Linked DNA regions of Mus musculus: region 2 is linked to region 1. The links are chromatin contacts, called in public promoter capture Hi-C maps. All regions are on one chromosome and are shown on one strand. The core of a region is the stretch at or near the end of the contact, and the rest is flanking DNA. Distances in the headings are between cores, read along the strand shown.

Evidence for each region. Capture Hi-C pulls out chosen DNA fragments and counts their contacts.
Region 2: a contact with region 1 is called in a promoter capture Hi-C map of liver. The contact joins two enhancer-like sites. A contact is called at or near these places in 3 of 484 Hi-C or Micro-C datasets (colorectal tumor organoids, liver and pancreatic cancer cells), 4 of 115 datasets of contacts at active chromatin or transcription factors (bone marrow-derived macrophages, embryonic stem cells, intestinal villus epithelium and 1 more) and 4 of 9 other capture datasets (adipose tissue, embryonic stem cells, liver and 1 more).

Annotation. Positions count from the first base shown.
Region 1 is chr12:108,673,987-108,679,823 of GRCm38.p6, forward strand. It overlaps Evl (Ena-vasodilator stimulated phosphoprotein), which reads left to right. Exons shown (of 13, transcript NM_007965.3): 5 at 421-479; 6 at 1,411-1,640; 7 at 2,116-2,237. Gm40571 (a long non-coding RNA gene) reads right to left here. Exons shown (of 2, transcript XR_003950261.1): 2 at 4,114-5,171. Among named protein-coding and RNA genes, the nearest start is that of Gm40571, 6.3 kb to the right of the region's middle. Within about 2 kb of position 2,170, at least 37 of the 459 cell types and tissues checked have an H3K27ac peak or open chromatin away from gene starts, as enhancers often do. A contact at or near this core is called in liver, where this site is marked.
Region 2 is chr12:108,768,340-108,774,176 of GRCm38.p6, forward strand. It overlaps Gm40573 (a long non-coding RNA gene), which reads right to left. Exons shown (of 2, transcript XR_872979.2): 2 at 2,776-5,837. Among named protein-coding and RNA genes, the nearest start is that of Gm33682, 3.9 kb to the left of the region's middle. Within about 2 kb of position 2,917, at least 4 of the 459 cell types and tissues checked have an H3K27ac peak or open chromatin away from gene starts, as enhancers often do. A contact at or near this core is called in liver, where this site is marked.

The sequences.
Region 1 (5,837 bases), core at 920-3,419:
AAAGGAAAGGAAAGGAAAGGAAAGGAAAGGAAAGGAAAGGAAAGGAAAGGAAAGGAAAGGAAAGGAAAGGAAAGAAAGCCGGGCATGGTGGCGCACGCCTTTAATCCCAGTACTTAGGAGGCAGAGGCAGGCGGATTTCTGAGTTCGAGGCCAGCCTGGTCTACAGAGTGAGTTCCAGGACAGCCAGGGCTACACAGAGAAACCCTGTCTCGAAAAACCAAAAAAAAAAAAAAAAAAAAAAAAAAAGAAAAGAAAAGAGAAGAAAGTGGGTGGTGCCTATGACAGCACTCAGGGTAATCCTTTTTCCTCCACACAAACAAAGCCCAGTGTTATGGGTATGAGAAGTACCACAGCAGCAGCTTTTAAATGTGGGAGCGTGGGCACAGAGAGCTCAAGGTGTCTGCTGTGATTGCTTTCCAGACAAGTAATGGAGCAGCAGCACCGCCAGGAGTCTCTGGAGAGGAGAATCTCGGCCACAGGTAGGGGAGACTCCCTCCTCCAGCCCTGTCCGAGGCCCTGACCCCCCAGTGCATCCTCATGGCAAACCACCTTACCTGCTTTTCCAACACCCTGTCCTCTCAGCTGCTGCAGCACCTCCCTCCCCTCCGCTGCCCAGGCCTCTGAACATGGCTTGAGCAAGTCTAGTTCTACCAGCATGTCTCCCTCCCATACGTCCCATCCTCTTGGCTCAGCACTACTTCCTTCACTGTCCTGACATCACCTCTCCTGTGTGTTCCCAGCTCTGTAGGGCAGTCATCCAAGAGCTTCAGCTCCGACAGGCTTCCTGTGCATACTTCTAGTAGAGCGAGCCTTGCAGCACAAGTCTGTGTTCTCCTCTGTGATTTGTTGGCTGACCTTACTAGACCAAAAGCACCCTGAGGGTCTACTCCCCTCAGTGTATGGCACAGTGTCTGATTCACTGGAGGTGCCTGACTAGGTGCATAGTGGAGGCCAGCCCTCGGTGGTTCCTTGACCCAAATTCCTGGTCATCTCTGGACCCACAGTTCCTTACCTCTTAGAGACCCTAGGATCCAAGTACAAGTCCCACTTACATCTTGAGACCAACTTCAGTCAGTACCTAAGATGCAGCCAAGTACTTATAATGGAAACCGGCACTGCCAGGAACTCCTCACACACACTGGAGAGGCAGGAGCAGAGCAAGAGGAGCTCTGCTGTGCTCAAGGGTGTTAAGTGACTATATGCCAGTGTAGCCAGCACCCAATGCTGGGAGATTGGAATAGGAAGGGATTGTAATGGGGCTGGGTTCTGTAGGGCCTTCCTGAGACAAACTCTTCTGCACCTCATCTCTGATGAGCAAGCTGCCCTCCAATCTTTTGAAGGACCCAGAATAAAAACAGTAGCTGGACACCCCTAGGTGTTGGAGACTGACTCCTCCCCTTTGCTTTTCAGGGCCCATTCTCCCCCCTGGGCATCCCTCATCGGCAGCCAGCACCACTCTCTCCTGTAGTGGACCTCCACCCCCGCCTCCACCCCCAGTTCCACCTCCACCCACAGGGTCTACTCCCCCACCCCCACCCCCACTGCCAGCTGGAGGAGCCCAGGGGACCAACCATGATGAGAGCTCTGCATCAGGACTGGCTGCTGCTCTGGCGGGAGCCAAGCTAAGGAGGGTGCAGCGGGTAAGAGTTCCTGTCAGGGTAGGCAGGCCAGCCACCCTTTACGTATCACTCTCATCTCTCACCCTGTCCTCACCTGTTCATCAGTGAGACACTGAGCAAAACTCTCTTCCCCTGGATCAGCTCCCAGCTGCCTTAGTTAATAAGTACTGAATCTGCCCTTGCTTTTCCCGTGGAATGTGCTTCCAGTTGATTCAGCTCCCCACCCCGGGTGCACATGCTCCTGGAAAGATCTGCAGATAATATAAGTCTGCTCATAAAAGAATGCTCTGATGCATATCTCTGGCTTGAAAGTTGCTTCCCTCCTCCCTGTAACTAACTGGCTTTGGCAAGGACTCATGCCTGTGGGCCTACCAAGCCTGTCCCTGAGCCTCCCTAGATTCTGGTTTTCCGTGGACTTGAGAGTGTTAAACTAGCAGCCTCACTCCTAGGATCTTTCTGGGTCAGCATCTGACACACACTTCTTCCTTACCCTCAGCCAGAAGATGCATCTGGAGGCTCCAGTCCTAGTGGGACTTCAAAGTCCGATGCCAACCGGGCAAGCAGTGGGGGAGGTGGAGGAGGCCTCATGGAAGAAATGAACAAGCTGCTGGCTAAGAGGTGAGTACAGTGCCTCCTAGAGGAAGCCACTGTCCTCAGCTGAATGTCATTGCTAAGACACATTTAGGGGGCCTAGAACAGCACCCGCTGCACTTGAGAGACAAGCAAGGGGCTGGAGAGATGGCTCAGCAGTTAAGAGCACTGACTGCTCTTCCAGAAGTCCAAGTTCAATTCCCAGCAACCACATGGTGGCTCACGACCATCTGTAATGAGATCTGATGCCCTCTAATAATGTGTCTAAAGACAGCGACAGTGTACTCACATACATGAAATAAATAAATTACAAAAAAAAAAAAATTAAAAAAAAAGAAGAAAAAGAAACTGAGAGACAAACAAATACAACACAGTCCCAGAGTTTTAGAGCACTGCCTACAGACACCCCACTGCCCCCAACACTGCTTCTGTAGGCAGCGTTAGCCTTCCCAGACCTCCTAAACAGTCTAGGCAGACATGAAGCAGCCTTCACAGAACAGTATGTTAAGGCCTGCAAGAGGAAGAGACGGGTCTCACAGAAGAGGCTCTACCTGTCCTCTGCTTAAAGAAGTGCAGTTCCATGGGCTGAGGGTGGCAGAGGTGCCAGCCGGGCAGTGTTCAAGCACAGGCTGAGAAGCCGGCACATGGAAGAGTGGAGGAGGCCAGCTGGAGAGGAGGCTGAAAGAGTGCCTCACTGCCCAGCTGGATCTCAGAGCTGAATAGGGCTTCAGATAACAGGAGAAAACATTTTAGAAAAGAAAATGTTTGTACCCTCCTTCAATCTAAGACCAGTGAGCTTAACAACTTGGCTTGGATGATGTATCCCAAAACACAGGATCTCTAAAAACAGGAAAAGGTTAGAGTTGCCAGGAGCCAAGCAGACGCCAGGTGCTGGGGGGGTCGGAGGTGGGGTCCAGGCACTAAAAAAGCAAATGTGCCTTGCACAGTCTGCAAGGAACAACCAAGCAAGTCTTTGAAATCTGCTTCATGAGATTAGCAGTCCTGCAGCTTTTTCTCCTGCTTCTCTTCTAGCAGGGCTCCACCTACAGTGGAGAAGTCACAGGTGAGCACCTCCTGAGGGCTGCTGTGCTGGCACAGGCACATACGTGCCTCTCAGGAGGCACTCACCAGTGTAGACTGCAGTGGCTTGGTCTGTATTGTCTGTGTGATGGAACACATGCCCGATCACATGTTAGGCAAATGACTACCTCTGAGTAGTCCGCACAGGCGTCCCTCTGATTTTAAGAGATGGAATGTGGCTTCTGGGCATCAGTGGGCATCATGGGGTAAAGCGACTAGGCAGACCAGTGAAGAAACCTTTGTCACCCAGGAAGAGGTGATGACAGCTGCCGTGGAATAGGCAAAGGTTAAGCTAGGCCAGAGTGGGAAGAAATAGAGAGAGAGAATTGATGAACTTACTGGTCCTAGTCTGTGGGAGGAATAATTTGTCAGAGGCCAGTTTCCACAGGTCAGGGGAAACTGAGGCAGGTGTAGAATCAGTGATTGATCATTCAGCAGACTTTTCTCTGAGGGCGGAAACTTGATTTACTGGAGCCAGTGAGAAACTCTTTGGAGCTGGCAAAAAAAGGAGGAGAAGATTCACACACACACATACACAGACACACATATACACACATACACACACACATAAACACACACTCACACAGACACACATATACACACATACACACACACATAAACACATACAGACACACATACACAGAAATACAAACACATAAACACACACACATACACAGAGATACAAACACACAGACACCACACACATACATATACACACACACACACATATATATATGTATATGTATACATATATATATAACAACTATTTTTTCTTCCACAATTTATATATCCTAACAAAATCTTTCAAATGGTACAAAATGAATCACAATGTGATTACCTTCTATTTTTCATTAAGTGATCCATTACAGTGAGTATTCATAGAAAAACATATTTACCAATACTCTCACATGAATAAACTTTTCTTAGAACAGGTTAAACAGTACAGGTTTAAAACAACAACAACAGATTATTCCCAAGAACCCACATGCATTCATAACTAAGCAACTTGTTATAGATTAACAAAATAAAAGCAAGCAAAATAATTTTCTCAGCCAGTTTCTCTTACTGGCAGGCTGCAATTTGCAGTTACAAAGAAAGAATTATTATTTATCTTTAAAAATAATGATAAAATCTTAAGAGAATCATAAATCTAAACTTTTATGTAAAAAACAGTCATTTTTATTTTAAGTCCCCAGGGTGCATCTACTCATTAACGATTTTTTTCATTAAGTAACATCAGGAAGCTAGGGCAAAGGTGAGTACAAGAAATTAGTCATCACCTTGCTCGCCAGCCCAGCCTCGGGAAGGAAGAGGTGCATCAGCTAGGACCAGTCAGGCTACCATTGTTTCTTGTTCCCTGTCCTCAAAAAAATTCCCTCACTCAACTATTAATAGTTTTACTTTCTGACCTTCAAATTGTTCCCCAAGGCCACTAACAATCTATATCTCTAAATTCCTTCTAAGGGTGGTGGTTGAATCGTTTATCTGCTCCAGTATCGATGCTTGACAAAGCTCCATTATTATTACTGTGAGTGGCAGTGACACTGCCCAGTGAGGCTGGACGCCCCTCAAAGTTTCCTGCACTCATGGACTGTGAGGCAGCCACAGCAGCTGCGCCGAGGCACGGGCACAGCCATCGTGCTTGTGCTAGCTGGCTATGGTGGACCAGTCCATGAGTTCTAAAGCTATTTTGCTGTTCCTCTTTCTTGCCCCATCCTGAGACAGCTTGTGTGAACCCTGCCACAGGCAGCCGGAGACAGGTCCTCAGCACATACAGGCTCACTTCACTCCAGGTGGGCTGCTCACCTCAGGTTATGAGAGGCCTCACAGTTGAAGATGCACTGGAGCACATTGCTGGGAAGTAGAGGCCTGTATCTACACCTGGGAGGAAGCAGATGCAGGTGACATGAGACCTGGATGCACCAATAAAGTTAGAGTCCTGTAGAAGATTCATGCGTAAGAGGAAAATGCAGGAGTTGAGTATAGAAGAGCCCTGCAGCTCTCCTGGGTGCTTTTAGCTCCTTAATGTTTTTCTAGACCGGAAAGGGCGTGGCTAGCTTAACTGAGGTCCAGGACACAAGTGTGGCAAGAGAAAATCTTACCCATTGTGACATGATGCTAGAGCTGAGGTTCTTCAGCTGCAAAAAAAAGCTTCCCACAGCTCTGACTCAAAAGAGACAGACCGGTCCAGGATTCCAGTCCATCTGCAGGCCTTAAGTAACCCTGTCCCCTGGGGGACCTAAACACTACCATGTTTCTCCCTCAGAAACGATGGCCACCACCAGCTCAGTAAGCAAAGAAACACCCCAAGTGCTTACTTCCTGCCCAGACCAGTTTTGAGTGTAGGTCATAGGTGAGTATAGAAAGTCTTAGCCACTAGCCTTAGCTCATGAAAGTAGGGTGCCTAACGAGTGGCCTGTCCACATAAGCCAGCATTCTAAGCTACACACAGTCTGTCAGGGAACCAAGTGTGAGTAGAGGCAGCTCAGAGTTCCCGTCCACGGGGGACCTTGGGAAGCTGATTTGTATTTTTTTTTCTCCCCAACA
Region 2 (5,837 bases), core at 1,667-4,166, 95 kb after region 1:
AGCAGTGTGGGAAAAAGGACATGTGAGGAGGTGGGGGGACTTTGGGCCTTGGCTAATACAGGGTGGCTGAGACACCTGGCAGGAGGACTGTGGGGACCAAAGAGCTTGCTGGAGCTGAGTAAATTGGGGAGAGAAACACAAGAACAGCAACCCCTTCAGCCCATCTGTGAGGACGGTGCTGCCATCAGCAGACTGAATAAGCTGTTCTGGTGTCTGGTGCAGGCCACGGGGAAAACACGAAGAATCCCTTATAACTGCAGAAAGGCCGAGGGGGTTGAGAGCACAGAACACGTCACGACAGTGTGGCAATGGCAGCTCGCAGTCCACACCCATCAGACACTCCCTTGGGAACGGGGGCGGGGTGAGGATCAAAAGAGGAGTCACTCTCTCTGTGTGGCTGTGTGTTTTCTACTCATACAGAGTCCATGGAATTATGAACCCTTAGCTCTTAGAGCTAGCTTTAATAACTTAAACATTATGAGTAAGTAGACATGGGTACAACGTAATCCTAACTAGATTTGGAAAAGGCATAGCAAGAGTTGAGAAATGTCAGAAAAGGTTTGCCTCTTTGAATGAGGGTCTAGGTTTGGCTTTTTAATCTTCATTTATATATAGTTAACCAAACATGCACTTAAAAAGTTAGCATGGTGGGTGCTGGAGAGATGGCACAGTGGATAGGAGCACCAGCTGCTCTCCCAGAGGACCCAGGTTCAATTCCCAATACCACATGGGAGCTCAAACTATCTAGCTCCAATTCCAGGACATCTGGTACCTTCCCAAAGACACAGGAAGGCAAAACACCTGGACACATTAAAAAACAAACAAAAGACCCAAGGCAAGCCAGGCGTGGTGGCACACACCTTTGATCCCAGCACTCAGGAGGCAGAGGCAGAGGCAGGTGGATTTCTAAGTTCGAGGCCAGCCTGGTCTACAAAGTGAGTTCCAGAACAGCCAGGGCAATACAGAGAAACCCTGTCTCAAGAAAAGAAGAAGAAGAAGAAGAAGAAGAAGAAGGAGGAGGAGGAGGAGGAGGAGGAGGAGGAGGAGGAGGAGGAGGAGGAGAAGGAGAAGAAGGAGAAGAAGGAGAAGAAGGAGAAGAAGGAGAAGAAGGAGAAGGAGAAGGAGAAGGAGAAGGAGGAGAAGGAAGAAAAAGGAGGAGAAGAAGGAGAAGAAGGAGAAGAAGGAGAAGAAGGAGAAGAAGGAGAAGAAGGAGAAGAAGGAGAAGAAGGAGAAGAAGGAGAAGAAGGAGAAGAAGGAGAAGAAGGAGAAGAAGGAGAAGAAGGAGAAGAAGGAGAAGAAGGAGAAGAAGGAGAAGAAGGAGAAGAAGGAGAAGAAGGAGAAGAAGGAGAAGAAGAAGAAGAAGAAGAAGAAGAAGAAGAAGAAGAAGAAGAAGAAGAAGAAGAAGAAGAAGAAGAAAAGACCCAAGGGGCTAGGGAGATGGCTGAAGAAAGGGTGCTTGCCAGGCAATCAGAGAACCTGAGTCTAGATCCCTGATCCCATGAAAGAAGCTGGGCAGGGCTGCGACTCATTGTGGGAGGGAAGCAGGGAAAGACTGGAGGATTGCCGTGGCTTCCTAACCAACCAAGTAGCCAAAAAAAAACAAACAAACAAAAAAATACAAAACAAAACAAAAAAAAACCAGCTCTGAGTTCAGAAAAGATCCCACCTCAAGAGAATAGAGAATTGATGAAGGAAGACACCCAATACCTCTGGTCCCTTGCATGCACACGGGCCATGCCCACCTGCATACATCTACAAACACACACACCCACAGTGACTTCTACTACCTGAAAAGGAAAACTGAGCTGTGAAAAGAGGTAGGGCCAGCTGCACGAAGAGCAGTGTTGCAAGAACAAAGCCACCACTCTGGAGCCCCACATTCTTCAAAGAAAATATGCACATATGTTATGTTGGCCACTTTTCTCAAAAACAGCTCACAGGATTTGGTCATTTGCAGAGATCCACAGTCACTTGGCTCCAATACCCGTGAGTCTGCACATGGGAAGGTCCAGTGTGACAGTACTGCGCGGGTGTGAGGTGGAGAAGCTGAAAGAGACTGACCAGAACCTTCTGGACCCACCAGTAGTTAAATAAGGACAAAGAGACTTAGTGTTTATTATAGCTTAGGCCTTTAGCCGGGCAGACTCTCAGCTAGCTCAGTCTAAATCAACCCAACTAATCTTGGCACTCCATCCCACCGCATGGCCCGTTCTTTACCTCTCCACACCTGTTTAAGCTCATCCACCTCCATGTCCTGCTGGCGAATCCTCTTTTCTGCCTTCTTCCAGAGACCCCCACTCTGCAGGGCCGTTCTGCCTTCCCCTTCCTGCCTGTATGTATGTATGTATGTATGTATGTATGTATGTGTATGTGTATATATGTAGGCTGTCGGATCTTTCCTGAGCCAATCAGCAAGGGAGGAAGGTGAACACTGGCAAAGCATGAGGCCAGTGACGGGCCGTAAGACTAACAATGCTGAGATCCACTAGTGCTCAGCTCCCTCCTAGTTTAGCAATCAACACTGGACAACCTTCACACAGTGAACCCTGAACATCTCCTGCTGTACTGCAAGACACAGCCTTCTCTCTTGACATCAGTGAACTGTATACAAGATGAACAATTAAGAGGACTATCAGGAATTATATCCACAATGGCCAGTCCACTCATATTTGGCAACCTTAGAGAAGGTACTCCAGTATTGATCCTATCTTGGTGAGTCCAAAGGTCTGTACATAAATCATTTTCTGTTACTATTTAAGCGCTTATATCCTTTAATTTTCATAACTTACTTGCATTTACCAACCCCCCAAAATTATTTTTAGATCCTAAGACATTTCTTAAGTTCTAAACACTGTAACTGTCTACACCTCAACCCCACCAGACCTGAGGATAAATATTACCTGACTAAACAAAGTGCAGAGCAGGCAGCTTCCAGAGCTACAGAAATTACAGAGACCGCTGGCTGCCTGGTCAGCTACCTCAAGTCTCTATATCCACGGGGCACCCAGTCTTCAGCCAGCAGACCTAGAATATCTGACCATGTCTTGGCAAAGCTGGGGAGTTGACTTTCTAGTGTTCTGCTTGTCAGAGCTTTGCATAGCCTGCTGTTAGCAGTTGAGGCAAGGGACAGTTTTTTGCCCAATGGCTAGCTTTGCCACACTTGAAGCAAACTTTGGGTGGAGGTCTTTTGATGGGGTGCTGCCGGGAGCTGGTGTGTCTCATGAAAATGCCATATTCTGTAAATCTCTGGAGTGTTTGAAGACCACCTATCTAAAGTATATCTGAAGAGAAAAACATTGCTTGCTTCTAGCTATTTATATGTTTACATTTTATGTTCAATATACAATAATTCATACTAATCTAAAATATTCGAGACGGTATTAGCCAGGGTTCTCTAGAGTCACAGAACTTACGGATCGTCTCTATATATTAAGAAAATTTATTGTGATAACTCAGTCGGTAGTTCAACTAACCCAACAATGGGCAGCTGTGGATGGGAAGTTCAAGAACCTAATAGCTGCTTGGAAGCTGCTTCCAACAGATGTGCTGGCAAGTAAGTGCAAGCAGGCAAGGAAGAGAGAATTTTCCTTCTTCCAATGTCCTTGTGTAGGTCTCCAGCAGAAGGTGTGGCCCAGATTAAAGGTGTGTGCCACCATGCCTGGATCTGGGACTTGTTTTGTCCCAGGCTGACCTTGAACTCAGATCTCCTTGCCTTAGTCTCCCGGGATTAAAGGCGTGTACTACCTTGCCTGGGCCTAAACTTTTCATAGCCACTATGCCTTGAGATCTCCATGCCAAGATCCAGGTCAGAACCTTGTGTCTTCCAGCCTCAAGATCTGGATCACAGGAGATCCCTCCAATTCTGGATTGTAGTTCACTCCAGATATAGTCAAGCTGACAACCAGGAATAGATATTACAGACTCTAAGTTGCTTTCTAGTCTAAAAGGAAATACAACAATCCACCTTTCTTATACCTTAAGCCCTATATCCCTCCACTTTTCCTTTCATTCCCTTTAATCCCTTACCACTAGATGCGAGAGAAAGGATAGAAGAGAAAAAAAAAGACCCCTGAATCTTTGTTTCCTCCCTGATTGTGACCAATAACAACTTGTAATTAACACCCCCAAATGACAACAAACATCTGTTACATCTGCTCGATCCGGTCAACCCTGCTCGCTCCAGTTGGCCTCGCTAGCTCCGGCCCAAAGATTTATTTATTATTATACATAAGTACACTGTAGCTGTCTTCAGATGCACCAGAGGAGGGCGTCAGATCTCATTATGGGTGATTGTGAGCCATCACGTGGTTGCTGGAATTTGAACTCAGGACCTTCCGAAGAGCAGTTAGGGCTCTTACCCGCTGAGCCATCTCGCCAGCCCTGTATTTCTTTATCTTATGTTAGTCCCAATAACCATACAGAAAAACCAATATTTATTTAAAACTTCACCTCAATAGCTGAGCATTTAAATGACCTCCCAGTTCCATCCCATGATATTTGCATATTATTATTATTGATCTGGCTCTTCGGACTTCCATGATCTCTCTCTCTCCAAATCCTCCTCCCCAATCTCAATCTCCCTCCCCCCCTCCTTCCTCCTGTGGTTGGCGGACGTCCCACCCTATTTTCTATTCTGCCCAGCCATTGGGTGATGAACAGAGAATAAATGCTAAGAACTATTTATACAAACTTGAAACAGGAGATTCTTGATGTAAGCATTACAATGCTGTATCCAGATAGAAAACAAGAGATGAGGGCAGATAAATCAGCATTTGAACACCACAAGGGTTTACTTTACACAGTGTACAAAAACATCATGCTCACATATTGGCCGAGTCCTGGGAGAGCTAGCTGTTTCATTTGCTGTGCGATAGGAAAGTACAGGGCATAACTGAAGTCCTGGCTGAAGCAGGCAGCTTTGAAGTTGACCTGGATGCAATTTTTGAGGAAACGGCAGCTGAGACCATCTGTGAGGCTGGATGGCCCGGGCTACTTGCTTTGCCTTTCACTGGTCCTTTTGCTCTGCAAACACAAACTTTTAAAGGTAACATACATTCTCATTAACACACGACGGAATGTGTGGCGTGCACACATCAGCTGATGATTCTCTGTTCTACATCTGGGCAGGAGAAAGGCTTCCAACGGTGTAAGTCCATTTGGACTGCATAACCAAACAGAATATACATCTCCACCCGTGCCATATGAAAGAATGCCATGCAATAAGTCATGAGGACTCTGTAGCCGACACAATTCTTTGGCTACACAGAGAAACGCCTGTCTCAACAGGTCTCAGAGCTGTCCCCGCGGAGGGACTGGCAATCACATCACCTGTCCTGCTGTTCTGGGTTTCTTCCTTAATGTCAGCAGTCAAGACTTTCAGGAGGCCTCCCCTGGTCAACTGTAACTTTTTTTAAGTTTGAAGGGATCCATAGCCTTTTGTTTTCTGTGGAGACAAATGCATGGCTTCTTCTTCCCCAACACATCTCCTGACTTTCATTCTGAGGATGACAAATCCTTATAGTAGACAGGTACCTGTCTCGCTGACACTTTCTGAGAGATCCCATACCCCCCCTTCCAATTTTATGAGCATTTCCTTTAAAGTGAGGCTGCTTGGCCTGTAGGACTGTAAGGTGTATCTGTAACGTGGGTTATGCTGTAGTATTTAAAGAGTTGTGGTATTTTACTGGATGCATATGACGATGCATTACAAGTTTTAATTTATGAAGTATCCTAACACAGGCATGGTTTCTTTTTTTTTTTTTTTTAAAGATTTATTTATTATTATATGTAAGTACACTGTAGCTGTCTTCAGATATACCAGAAGAGGGCATCAGATC